Linked DNA regions of Sus scrofa: region 2 is linked to region 1. Evidence: chromatin contacts called from public promoter capture Hi-C data. All regions are on one chromosome and are shown on one strand. The core of a region is the stretch at or near the end of the contact, and the rest is flanking DNA. Distances in the headings are between cores, read along the strand shown. Region 1 holds the start of NES (nestin). Region 2 holds the start of GPATCH4 (G-patch domain containing 4).

Region 1 (6,786 bases), core at 1,792-4,291:
GCAGCTGTTCAGGAATGAGACACCGATGCGCCCTTTGGGCGGATGCCCAGCCTTGAGGCATCATCCCTGTTGAAGTCTGAGACCACTCACCTGGGAGGGTATCACCCTTCCCCTCTGAGCAGAGGAAGGGAAGCAGCAGCCTCCCCTCCAGGGATGGCCGCTCCGCATTCCAGTGGTGTCTCGGGCATCCTCCTCGCTCTCCGCTGCAGTTCTCTCCTGGGGACTGGGGCAAGGGTAAGGCCTTCAGGATGGCAGCTTTCTTTAGAATGTGTGTGATGCTCAGAGGCTGTTATTCTTAGATTCAGAACTTAGCTGTGATCCCGAGACTCAAGTAGATTCAGAAAGTCTCCATCAAACATTATTCCAAGTTCCCTCACCATCTGGCCATCTTCTCCTGGGATTAATTCCAACCCTTGAGGTCCTTCTTTTTTTTTTTTTTTTTTTGTCTTTTTGCCTTTTCTAGGGCCGCTCCCATGGCATATGGAGGTTCCCAGGCTAGGGGTCTAATTGGAGCTGTAGCCACCGGCCTATGCCACAGCCACAGCAACGCTGGATCCGAGCCTCATCTGTGACCTACACCACAGCTCACGGCAATGCCGGATCCTTAACCCACTGAGCAAGGCCAGGGATCAAACTCGCAACGTCATGGTTCCTAGTCGGATTCGTTAACCTCTGAGCCACGACAGGGACTCCTCTTTTCATCTTTTTAGGGCTGTGACCTTGGCATATGGAGCTTCCCAGGCTAGGGATCGACTGGAGCTGTAGCTGCTGGCCTACATCAGAGGCATAGGAACACCAGATCCGAGCCTTGTCTTCGACCTACACCACAGCTCACGATAATGCCAGATCCTTAACCCACTGAGAGAGGCCAGGGATTGAACCTGCATCCTCATGGATGCTAGTCAGATTCATTAACCACTGAGCCATGACAGGAACTCCTACCTGGTCTTGTTTGATCCTCAGAACCAATGCCTGGGGATGGGTAAGTATTAATCTCTTTCACCAAAAAGGTAAACTGAGGCTCAGCTGGAGAATCTCTGCAATTTGTCTAAGGTCCTTCAGCTAGAATGTGTAAGAGTCAGACCTCGTACTTCTTGCATGAGACCAGCGCCAAATGTCTCCCCTCTGGGTAAGAGTGAGGGGCCCGGAAGAGGTGCTCCTCACCCCACTGCCACTCCCCCGTCTCCAGGGGACCCCCTCAAGGCTCCCAGGACATCTCTAGTATTCGGCTTCTCTCTTCCTACAGCCAGGAAAAGAAAGAGGAGGGAGAGACCCCAAGTCAGCTCTCCTGGACACAACTCTTGGGACGCCCCTGCCCAAACCAAAGGGCAGGATTTGTGAAGCAAGGTGGGGATGGAGAAGCCTCAGTCTCCTGGTTCACGCTAAGTCTCAGTCGATCCCTCCACTCCACGCCCACTGGTCCTTCCCTTCCTCTCCACATACTAGCAGTGAACTCCAAAGCCCAGCTGGCCTGGTGGGACAGCCTCCTGGTCAGTGACCCTGCTGTACCCAGAGGACCTTCTCCATTCTCTGTGCTCCCCCAGGTCTCTGTGGACACCTCAGGTGCTAAGTATTAGGACAAAATTATTGGCGTTTTGTTTTGTTTTGTTTTGTCTTTTCAGGGCCGCACCTGTGGCATATGGAGGTTCCCAGGCTAGGGGTCTAATCAGAGCTACAGCTGCTGGCCTACACCACAGCTATAGCAACTCAGGATCTGAGCCACGTCTGTGACCTACACCACAGCTCAAGGCAATGCTGGATCCTTAACCCACTGAGCGAGGCCAGGGATCGAACCCGAAATCTCGTGGTTCCTAGCCGGATTCGTTTCCACTGTGCCATGACGAGAACTCCATGATAACCTTATCGTTGACCTCACCGCCAGACTATGAGCACCTGTCACTCTTGCCCTCATGTTACCAAACTATGAATTCTTTCAGTGCTGAGACATAAGAGGTCTCATCCAACACTTGGAGCGCTAAATTGGACTTTCATGAGCATAAATTCCTTCCCCAAAGATCCCTTCGCGCTCTCATTATCCCTGACACTCCTCTCTGAGCCTGCGCCCCTTCACTCTACAAACCCCAAATTCCACCTCCCTCACTACCCAGTTCGAGGACCTCTCTTCCTCCAGAAGCCCTTCCTAACTACTCCCGCCTTCAGGGATGTTTTGAGGATTCAGTCAGATAACGTAAATAAAATGTTTGAACGTGATTTTGCGTATTACAAACGCTCAATAAATCCGGGCTCCTTGTGCTGCTTCTACTTCCTCGTCTCGATCTAGTCTGTCAGCCACCAGGGGGCGCCCTCGACCCAAAAATTTCCGACACCGAAGACAAGGTGGGGTGTCCTTCCCTGAGAGCTGGGGGAGGCCTTCGATTACCTAGAAAGTAGGTTTGCGAACCTCAGGTTATATGACAGAAGAGTAGGACGGATGAGGGGAATAATGGGGGAAACGCTTTTGCCTGCTCTCTCCGTTTCCTGATAGAGACAGAGGAAATAGGGTGCACGTGCAAATGCATTTTTTTTTTCTTGTTTTCCAGGCAATGTCTTTCTAAACTCTCTTCGATGCTGCCTTCTTCCAGTATTTCAGGAGGATGAGCCTTTGCTATTTATGAAAAACGTCATCTATTCTTTCAGCAGTCCCATGAGAGTTCCGTTATTGTTCCCATTTTATGCATGAAGAAACTGAGGCTTAGAGGAATTCAGTAAATGATACCTCTCTTGGGTGCGCTGAGTAACTGAGACTGGCACCCCTTCCCAGGCCTGAATCCCCTGGCACTTCCTCCACAGCCTCAGTTCCGTGTATAATCTGCTTTTATCTGGGGTTATGACCCTTCCTCACTGCCTCCCACCCCAGAAAGCCACCACCATCGGATCGGATTCTCCAGGCGTGGCTTTTCCTTTGGCTCCGTTCTCCTCTCCAGCACACAGGACCAAGGGGATAGAGGCGGACGCAGTTTCTCTGAACCCTAAGGGGTTAAGGCCTGGGTCCCGCCCCTTTTCCCGCCAGCCTGGCGGGAGTATGAATAGCCTCGCTCCCACTCCCGACTCTCAGTCGCTCCGGCTGCTTCTTGCCCCGCCCCGCCATTGTCCCCATCCGTCTCCTTTTCCTTTTCGTCCTAAAAGCTTTGAGAGCTGCTGGCCCGTCTTGGTGCTCTGCGTCCCTCCACCTTCGGTGGGTCAGACGAGCAGGATGGAGGGCTGCCTGGGGGAGGAATCTTTTCAGATGTGGGAGCTCAACCGGCGCCTGGAGGCCTACCTGGCCCGGGTCAAGGCGCTAGAGGAGCAGAATGAGCTGCTCAGCGCGGAGCTCAAGGGTCTCCGGGCACAGTCCGGGGTCGCCTCCTGGAGGGCCCGTGCCGACGACGAGCTGGCGGCCCTGCGGGCCCTCGTCGACCAGCGCTGGCTGGAGAAGCACGCGGCCGAGGTGGCGCGCGACAACCTGGCTGAAGAGGTGGAGGGCGTGGCGGGCCGGTGCCAGCAGCTGCGGCTGGCCCGGGAGCGGACGTCGGAGGAGGTGGCCCGCAGCCGGCGTGTTGTCGAGGCCGAGAAATGCGCTCAGACCTGGCTGAGCACGCAGGCGGCGGAGCTGGAGCGCGAACTGGAGGCTCTGCGCGCGGCGCACGAGGAGGAGCTAGCCGGCCTGAACGCGCAGGCTGCCTGCGCCCCGCGCGGCCCCGCTCCGCCCCGAGGGCCCCCCACGCCGGCCCCCGAAGTGGAGGAGCTGGCGCGGCGTCTGGGCGAGGCGTGGCGCGGGGCTGTGCGCGGCTACCAGGAGCGCGTGGCGCACATGGAGACGTCGCTGGGCCAGGCCCGCGAGCGCCTGGGCCACGCGATGCAGGGCGCTCGCGAGGGTCGCCTGGAGCTGCAGCAGCTTCAGGCGGAGCGCAGCGGCCTCCAGGAGCGCAGGGCTGCGCTGGAGCAGAGGTTGGAGGGCCGCTGGCAGGAGCGGCTACGGGCCACTGAGCAGTTCCAGGTGAGGAAGTGAGGGCGGGGTGTGGGGAAAGCCTGAGCAAATCGAGGCTTTGAGAAGTCCCTTTGGGGTTCAGAGACCTTGGAAAGGGAGTAGGAAGTGGGGGGCGGGAGGAGATGCAGATTCAGGGGCCGGTTCTTAGAAAGCCATGATCGGTGCCACCAGCCTAGACGTTCACATCTCCGTCTAGAGTAGGGCTTGGATGAGCCGTCTCAACGCAGATCCCTGGAAGGGCAGGCAGGCCCAAGACGTTGCAGCCACCTCCTCACCGTCTGGATGGCCCCTTCCCACCCTGATGGCCTCTGGGCCCCTCCTTAGGCTCTCCTGTCACTCAGAAGATGCTCAGGACTTTCCCTCTCAACGCTGGGTCTGATGGTCTGGCCACTCAGATCTCCCAAGTTCCCAGCTGCCCTCCTCCCCCCTTGACAGGAGGGGCTGTGAGGGGCCCTGGATGAGGGGCCACCAGCCCTTCTCCCTTGTCAGGGCTTTTGGGCTCCTGAGCACATTCCAGAAGCCTGGGACAGCTGCTTCCCCTCACACTGCACAGATGGGACCAGCAGCTGAGAAAACAGCCTCCTGCCTGGGCCAGACAGAGGTCTCACCATGGCCACCTCCCCACTCCTCCTCTCCGAGGAGAAAGATTCCAGAACATGTGGGAAGTGGGGGTGGGGTGGGGGCCCCCGGTGTGGGGAGCAGGAGACAGTGACTGGGACCAGCGCTGTTTGGTTTCCAGTCCTGCGGGCTCCAGGCCTCTTGATTAATCGTTTTTCCTTCTGCTTCCACTTTCCCCCTCTCCTGCTCTCTGTAAGCCATCGCCTCTCTTCCCTCACCTCCCCCTTCCTGTGGGAGCTGAATGCTGAGCAGCATGTGCTACCATTTAATCAGCATCCTCAGAGGAGGAGCCAGGCCGTGGGAGAGGGCTGAGGGGGCCACTCTGCTCTTCTGGAGGCTCCAGAGGGGGGCAGGCAGAAATCTGATCTGCAGGGAAGTCAATCAGGGAGCAGAAGATGCTGCTGCAGCAGCCAAGGGGGACAGAGGTTAGCTGGCAGTAAGGACCCCACCACCTCACTGACTATCTTTCGGCCTTGCTCTGCAGCTGGCCGTGGAGGCCCTGGAGCAGGAGAAACAGGGCCTACAGAGCCAGATCGCCCAGGTCCTGGAAGGTCGGCAGCAGCTGGCACACCTCAAGATGTCCCTCAGCCTGGAGGTGGCCACATACAGGTACAGGTTGACCGTGACCCACCAGGCACACCGATGCACACCGACCCGCAGGGAAAGACTCCTCAGCTGAAGGGGCCCAGAGCCGCAGGTGGTGGCAGCTTTGTCACCACGAGGTCCTAGGATTTTAGGCTCCTTTTAACACCACAGTGTAAGCCCCCCTGCTCCCCTGTGGGTTCAGGACCAGATTTCCTTGCCCAGGAAATCCTCCAAGGAGAGGTGACATAGCTGAGTGGGACAGCCTCCAGAGAGAGGGCTGGACACGTGTGGATCATCCGCTGCCAGGACCCCCCCCACCCCCTGCCCGTTACCCGCGGGGGCTGAAGAGCCCGGTCTGAGTGTGTGCTCACACCAAGAGGGCGATGTCTTTGGGCAGCCTCAGAAAGGAGGGACTGCAGGGGCGGGCTGGTGGCACTGACTTGCCTCCTGACCTGGGTCTCAGTCTCCTTGTCTGGAGGATGGGCGATGGCCTGGGTGACATCCAAGGTCCCTTCCATCCTGAATGTCCTGAGGCCTGACTTCTCTCAAGCCCGAGGGCCCTTGGCCCTTTCCAGCCCTTCTACTGACCACAATCCCAGTTGGCTCAGGAAAGGCAAAGAGGAAGTGCCACTTCTCTCGCTCTGTGGCATTGAGCAAACCCACTAGGGCTTTTGGTTTCTTCTGAGAAACTGGCCTGCTTAGCTGAGGATTCGCTGATGGAGCCCAAGGAGGGGCTTTGCCACTGCGAAGAGCTGCATACCCCACGCTGGCAGAGGGGGGCCAGGGCTAGACAGGCTATTAGGACAGGGCCCCCAGAATCCACAGGCAAACAAAGGCAGGGGCCCTGGGGCAGGTTCAGGAAGGGAGGGGCGGCCGGGCCCAGAGAGGGAAGGTCAGTGTGAGAATCTAGGGATGAGGATAAGAACCTCACCACCTCCATGGGGCACATTGCTCAGAAAGCATGATGCTGCAGTTCCCGTGGTGGCTCAGCAGTGATGAACCTGACTAGTATCCATGAGGACATGGACATTGAACATCCCTGGCTTCCCTCAGTGGGCTAAGGATCTGGCTTCCCTGTGGCTGTGGCTTAGGCCAGCAGCTACAGCTCTGATTCGATCCCTAGCCTAGAACTTACATTTGCCTCGGGTGTAGCCCCAAAAGGCAAAAAAGGAAGAAAGCAAGCAAGCCCAATACTGCATTAGGAAGGACAGAGAGGGATTGTAGAAAACACTGAGCAGAGGAGTTCCCGTCGTGGCTCAGTGGTTAACCAATCTGACTAGGAACCATGAGGTTGCGGGTTCGATCCCTGGCCTTGCTCAGTGGGTTAAGGATCCGGCGTTGCCCTGAGCTGTGGTGTAGTTTGCAGACTCGGCTCTGATCCCGTGTGGCTGTGGCTGTGGCATGGGCCGGTGGCTACAGCTTCCATTTAACCCCTAGCCTGGGAACCTCTATGTTCCGCGGGAGTGGCCCCAAAAATGGCAAAAAGACAAAAATAAAAAATTAAAAAAAAAAACACTGAGCAGACTCCAAGATGGTGAAGAAGAGCCCAGAGAATGTTCGGCATCAGTTGTTGAATTGATTGGTCCTCTTTCCCCCTCTTGGTCCTCTCCTCCTCA
Region 2 (7,127 bases), core at 3,532-6,031, 74 kb after region 1:
TCCCTGATGACTAATGACATTGGGCATCTTTTCATGTTTTATTAGCTATTTGTATATCTTTGGGAAAATACATTTTACCCATTTTAAATTGTGTTGTCTTTTTATTGTTGAGTCGTAAGAATTCTTTAGATATTTTTGGATAGTAGAACCTTGTCAGATATATGATTTGCAAATATTTTCTTCTATTCTGTAGATTTTATTTTTACTTTCTTGATGGTGTCTTTTGGAACACAAAAATTTTCTTTCTTTCTTTTTTGTCTTTTTGTCCTTTTAGGGTCATACCCGCAGCATATGGAGGTTTCCAGGCTAGGGGTCTACACCACAGCCACAGCAACGCCAGATCCTTAACCCACTGAGCGAGGCCAGGGATTGAACCCGAAACCTCATGGTTCTTAGCTGGATTCATTTCTGCTGTGTCACGACAGGAGCTCCTAGAGCCCAAAAGTTTTTAATTTTGATGAAGTCCGATTTATCGTCTTTGTTTTGTTTTTTAGGGCTGCACCAAGGCACATGGAAGTTCCCAGGCTTGTCGTAAAATTGGAGCTGTAGCTGCCAGTCTACACCACAGCCACAGCAATGACTGATCCAAGCCATGTCTACAAACTGCACAGAAGCTCACCGCCACACTAGATCCTTAACCCACTGAATGGGCCAGGGATCAAACTGGCGTCCTCATGGATGCTAGTCAGGTTTGTTACCACTGAGCCACAATAGAAACTCCCCAGTATATCCATTTTTTTTTTTCTTTGGTGGCTTGTACATTTATAGCCATATCTAAGAAACTATTGTTTAATCCAAAGTTATGAAAATTTATATCTATGTTTTCTTTCTTTCTTTTCTTTTTTTTTTGTTTTGGTTTGAGATTTTGAGTTTGGGGGTTTTTTGGTCCATGAACGCAGCAAACAGAAGTTCCTGGGCCAAGGACTGAACCCCAGCCACAGCAGTGACAATGCCAGATCCTTAATCCACTGAGCCACCAGAGAACTCCTCTATGTTTTCTTTTAAGAGTTTTAGAGGTTTCACTCTTACATTTAGGCTTTTTATTCATTTTGAGTTAATTTTCACATATGAGTGTGGCAGGTGTCCAACTTCATTTTTTATGCATGTGGCTATCCAGTTGTCTTAGCACCGTTTATTGAAAAGACTGTTTCTCCTCATTGAATTTTCTTGGCGTTCTAATTGAAAATTAATTGTCCAGGAGTTCCCGTCGTGGCGCAGTGGTTAACGAATCTGATAGGAACCATGAGGTTGCGGATTCCGTCCCTGCCCTTGCTCAGTGGGTTAACGATCCGGCGTTGCCGTGAGCTGTGGTGTAGGTCGCAGACGCGGCTCGGATCCCTCTTTGCTGTGGCTCCTGGCGTAGGCCGGTGGCTACAGCTCTGATTCGACCCCTAGCCTGGGAACCTCCATATGCCGCGGGAGCGGCCCAAGAAATAGCAAAAAAGACAAAAAAAAAAAAAAAAAAAAAAAAAGAAAGAAAGAAAGAAAATTAATTGTCCATAAATGTATGGGTTTACTTCTGGACTCTCATTTCTGTTCTATTGAGCCATATGTCTAGCCTATGCCAGAACCACAGTCTGGATTACTGTAGCCTTGCAGTATCTTGGGAAATGGGGAAGAGTTAGTCTTTCAACATTGTTCTTTTTCAAACCCCTTGCATTTCCATTTGAATTTTTGAATCAGATTGACAATTTATGCAAAAAGAAAAAGAAAAAAGTCAGCTAAGATTTTGAAATATTGTGTTGACTTTGTAGACCAATTTGGAGGGTATTGTGAGATTTTTTTGTTGTTGTTGTCTTTCTGTCTTTCCTAGGGCCGTACCTATGGCATATGGAGGTTCCCAGGCTAAGGGGCTAATTGAAGCTGTAGCTGCCGGCCTACACCACAGACACAGCAACCCCAGATCCAAGCTGCATCTGCGACCTACACCACAGCTCACAGCAACAGCGGATCCTTAACCCATTGAGTGAGGCCAGGGATCGAACCTGAAACCTCATGGTTCCTAGCCAGATTAGTTAACCACAGAGCCATGACGGGAACTCCCTATTGTGAGACCTTAAGATTAATTCCTCCAACCTACGAACATAGGTGTCTTTCCATTTATGTGGGTCTTTAATTTCTTTCAATAATATTTTTGTAATTTTTGTGTACAACTCTTGCACCTCTTTTTTATATTTTGTTAAATTCCCTGGTGTTTCATTCCTTTTGATGTTATTGCCTAAGAATTTTTAACATAGATGGGCTCTTATTATATAGGAACTATTTTGTACCTGTTTTTTCATTTTAGTCATAGACATTTCCACCAAGTTAATAAGACTCTTTAAACTTCATTTTTTTTTCTTTTCTTTTTTGGTAGCCCCGAGGCATATGGAGTTTCCGGGCCAGGGATCAGATCGGAACAGGAGTTGTGACTTAAGCCACAGCTTCGGCAATGCCAGATCCTTAACCCACTATGCCAGCAGGGAATGGAACAGGCATCCCAGCACTCCCAAGATGCCACAGATCCTGTTGTGCCACAGCAAAAACTCCTAAATTTCATTTTGTAAGGCTACATATTAGTGCATTGCATGGTCACACTATAATTTATTTAGCCAGTCTCCTGTTGTGGGATATTTAAATTCTTCATAATTTTTCCACTTTGTAAATATTACTGCAGTAACTATTTCTATTGGTCTTGCTATGTCTGCACGTCAGAGTATTTCCTTTTAAGTAGTCGTGTCGTGATGACTTTTACTTCTCACAACTTTTGTGAGGAGTGTGAGACTCTCTGAAATTCTGAACTCCTTGAGGCCCATTTCTTCTTTCGCCATCCCACAGAGACCCCAGAGACAGGTCTGCAGCCTCAGGGAGACTCCTTCAGGAAGCTCCCAGGGGCCCTGGCTTGGGTCAGGGGCTTCTCATCTTACCCTACAGCAGTGTGTCCTGACCTTGCCACAACTCTCCTAAGCCAGTGATATAAATGCTGGGAACTTGTTATACCCACACAAGATGCTGAGGCCCATCAGGAAAAGGGCTGCACCCCTAGCCCTTGGTCTACAGACAACCCTTTATTTATTTAGTTATTGCTTTTTAGGGCCACACGTGCCACATACGGAAGTTCCTAGGCTAGGGGTCAAATCAGAGCTGCAGCTGCCGGCCTACCCCACAGCCACAGCCACGCGGGATCTGAGCTGGGTCTGCAACCTACACCACAGCTCACCACAAGCTGGGTGCTTAACCCACGGAGCAAGGCCAGGGATTGAACTCACATACTAGTCGGGTTCCTTACAGCTGAGCCACAATGGGAACTCCCCCAAGTAGCATATTATTTATTTATTTTGTCATCTTAGGGCCACACCCATGGCATATGGTGGCTCCCAGGCTAGGGTTCACATCAGAGCTATAGCTGCCAGCCTACAGCACAGCCATAGCAAGGCAGGATCCAAGCTGTGTCTGCAACCTACACCACAGCTCATGGCAACGCCAGGTCCATAACCAGGGATCCAACCCATGTCCTCATGGATACTAGTCGGGTTAGTTTGTTCTGCATCACAACAGAGAAACTCCCACAAGTAGCATATTTTGAAAGTAAAATTAGGAGTTCCCGTTGTGGAACAGCGGAAATGAATCTGACTAGGAACCATGAGGTTGTGCTTAGATCCCTGGCCTTGCTCAGTGGGTTAAGGATCTGGCGTTGCCTTGAGCTGTGGTGTAGGCTGCAGATACTGCTCGAATCCTGTGTTGCTGTGGCTGGGGCATGGGCTGGCAGCTACAGCTCTGATTAGACCTCTAGCCTTGGAACCTCCATATGCCCTGGGTGCAGCCCTAAAAAAACAAAAAAAAAACCAAAAAAAAAAAAAGGACCAAAGAAAAAAAAAAGTAAAATTAGTTTTTATGGAAAAAAATCTTATGGGGATGAGGGAGTATGAAAGACTGAGCAATTATTACAAGGTTTTACTAGGAAATAGCCTTTGAAGTTCTGGGGGGGGTGGAGGTGGGGCAGGAGCACTAAGTTACTGTGAATTAATGAAAACGAGGGATTCTTCTTTTCAGATTTTATTCTTGGGTGGCTTAGTTAAGCCTTGGAACAGTCTGTGGTAATGAGAGCGTGTGCAGCCTCTCTTGTTGATTTCCTGGCAGTAGGTTCTTTCCCTCCTCTGATCAAGGGATCCTCATACTTGACAAGGCAAGTCCAAACACCTCAGCCTGGTATGGATTCCAGGATCCTGCCTCTCTTTTCAGTCCCACTCGTGGTCCCAACTTTGCTTGGGCTATACTAGGTGCTCCCCGAAGTTAGGGCTCGAGTCTTATGCATCTTTGAATCACTGGTACCAAAGGGGCAGGTCCTGGCATACGGTGGTGAGTCAAAACGTGATAAACCTACTGAAACTTCTCTTCTCTAGGATTTTATAAATAACTGTTTTCCCACAGGCTGAGTATTCATCCCCCCAAACCACCTCAGAGGTACTACCTCCTCTGCCTCTACGAACCTCTCAGGCCACTCTCGGTGCTTCCCCCTAAAGTTTTCCTTCCTCCTATTTGTGTCTGGGACGAGACGGTGTCAGACGGAAGGATCAGGATCCCAAGTGAGCCGGTTAGGGGTGAAGTCCCGTGGCCGCTCAGGGCCTACAGGGAAGAAGCAGGACACCTCCCAAATCTCTAGAACTGGGCGCGCTCTGGGGCTGAGTTTCTATGACAACCATACAAGTACGTGGGCCACGCAAAAGTACTTTCCGGAGGACCACGGCGACTTTGCTTCCCGCGAGCATCTCTATGGTTTCCACCGCCTAGAAGGACTGAAACGCACTTCCGGGAAGATGGCGGCGCGCAAGATGTCGCTGGCATGTGTTTTTGCGGAGAGGACCTTGCAAATGACGGTAAGGAGCTGTAGTCCCCCAGACGGTGGCTGTCGGAGCCCGGGCTCAGAAGCAAATGTGAGAGCAGGAAAGTAGTTTCACCAAAGCGAAACTGCGGTAGGAGGGCTAGAATTTAGATCTCAAGAGGAAGGAGGTCTAGGGAAACGGTAGCTGGCTGTTTGGATCTGCTCTAAAAATTGTGGACCTGGGCCCCTTCTCCAGAAAACTCAGGTTAACTGGAGAGAAAACAGTTCCTGAACGTGCAGTCGCTGCCTTCACAAAGACTGCGGCGCAGAGCCTGGGATCTAGTTGCTTTTGTCCACAGTTATCCATTCTGTTAAGGCAGTTTCCACCTGTGTCCTTCAGTTCAGCGAATAACGACGGAACGCATTCTCTGTTCTCGGAGCTGCATTAGAAGCACCGGGGTTGGGGAGTAAAACCAGGGCATATAGTTTCGAATTACTGTGAAGAGGGACAAGCTGTGGTAAAGTCCTACAGTGTAAAGCACTAATGGCTGTCAGACTGAGGACCCTAGTGATTAAGAATGTCAGTTCTGGGATGCCTGAGATCTTAAATCTGCTACTTACCAGCTGTTTCATTTGGACAAGTAATGAAACGTCTCAATGCCTTTTCCTCATTTGGAAATGAAGGTAAAAATGCCTCCTCATAGGGTTGTTGAAATGAGGTAATGTGTGTGAAGCTGGCATTGAATGAATGCTGAAATGTTAGTTGTTGTTGAATCTGCGGCCTGATGGAAATAACTTCTGAGAAGAGGCAGAGCCTCGAGGTGGCCTTAAAGACCTCAGTGTTTGAACTTGAATTCTCTTGCAGTATCAAGAAGCAAGATAGGGCCATTTCTTCACTCAGTGTTTTTCTGTTGGGACTCTCAAGATCTCATTTAGGTTTTCAGGTAACCATCCTTCACAGTAGAAATATGAACAGACATGTGAGTCATCCTAAATTTGCTCCTCTTCCTATCTAACCAGACTGGTCATCATTCTTAGGCCTAATACGGAATATTTGGGAGGAGTGACTTAACGATGTGTCTGATTTCCCCCCACCCCCCCAAACTAGGATACTTCCTAGACCTTCTTAAACACAAATGAAAGTTTTGGCCTTTGGAGTTGTCATTTGGGGAGGCTAGAGGATTACTCCAGTAGTGCCATTAATTGGCTTTAAAAATGGTCTGCAATGCTTGTAATAAATGATCTTAACACAACTTCATTTAAGTGACTCAGGTCAGCAGTGATAGTCTTTAGTTTTTGTTTCTTGTTTCTGTTTTCCTTTTTCAGCCACAGCTGTGGCATATGGAAGTTCCCTGGGCCAGGAACAGAATCTGAGCTGCAACTGCAACCTATGTCACAGCTGTGGCAAGCCAGATCCTTAATCCACTGTGTCAGGCCAGAGTCTTCTGCCAAGAGTGCGGACCTAAAAAGACAAAAAAAAAAAAAAGCCCTAGCACAGCCTGGCATGTAGTGAGATCTCCATAAATTTAGGTGTTATTATTAATACTAATCCTCCTTGATTTTCAACATGATGATATTAACCTCTCTGTGGTCAGACAGGGAGCACTCAAGGACCAGGCCTCCTTCCTCTGTTTCTGCTTCCAGGAAGAATTTTTTTTTTTCAGGGCTGCACCCACGGCATGTGGAGGTTCCCAGGTTAGCGGTCTAATCGGAGCTACAATTGCCGGCCTACACCACAGCCACAGCAACGCAGCATCCGAGCTGTGTCTGCACCCATACACCACAGCTCATGGCAATGCCAGATCCTTAACCCACTGAGCGAGGCCAGGGATCAAACCTGCAACCTCATGGTCCCTAGTCGGATTTGTTTCTGCTGCATGGCAATGGAAACTCTGCAAGAAAGAATTCTTATAAGAGCAGTCAGGATGGATTTTTTGCAGGATTTGAGCACTTTTTCCTTTCCTCTTAAAGGGATGACTGTGAACTCCTCTTCTCTGGTGAGGGGCTGAGGACAGTGACTCTTTTCTCACCATGAGTGTCACCCCAGAGGTCAAGAGTCGTGGGATGAAGTTTGCTGAGGAGCAGCTGCTAAAGCATGGATGGACTCAAGGTGATCCCCACAGGCCCCTTCCACGTACCCCCAAGCCTCTGCCTGGGGAAGAGGGATCCTTCTGGGTTAACCCTATGTAGTCCTTTCAACTGCAGGAGGAAAAGTTAGTTTAAAGGGAAATTTGTGAAGAAAGTTGCTGGCTTTTCCAGAAAAGGAAAGAATGGGAGAAAGAAGTGGGAGGACTGGGAGGGGGAGGAAGAAACATGACCTCTGTCC

What was found. Promoter capture Hi-C pulls out the DNA fragments that hold promoters and counts their contacts.
Region 2: a contact with region 1 is called in a promoter capture Hi-C map of fetal liver, with 2.0 times the contacts expected there. The contact joins the promoter of GPATCH4 here to the promoter of NES in region 1. A contact is called at or near these places in 1 of 5 promoter capture datasets (fetal liver) and 3 of 47 Hi-C or Micro-C datasets (embryonic fibroblasts, heart right ventricle and skeletal muscle).

The regions. Positions count from the first base shown.
Region 1 is chr4:93,409,619-93,416,404 of Sscrofa11.1, forward strand. NES (nestin) reads left to right here and starts at 3,042. Exons shown (of 4, transcript XM_005663265.3): 1 at 3,042-3,976; 2 at 5,070-5,194. The coding sequence starts at 3,194.
Region 2 is chr4:93,481,584-93,488,710 of Sscrofa11.1, forward strand. It overlaps GPATCH4 (G-patch domain containing 4), which reads left to right and starts at 4,782. Exons shown (of 8, transcript NM_001243353.1): 1 at 4,782-4,856; 2 at 6,773-6,911. The coding sequence starts at 6,833.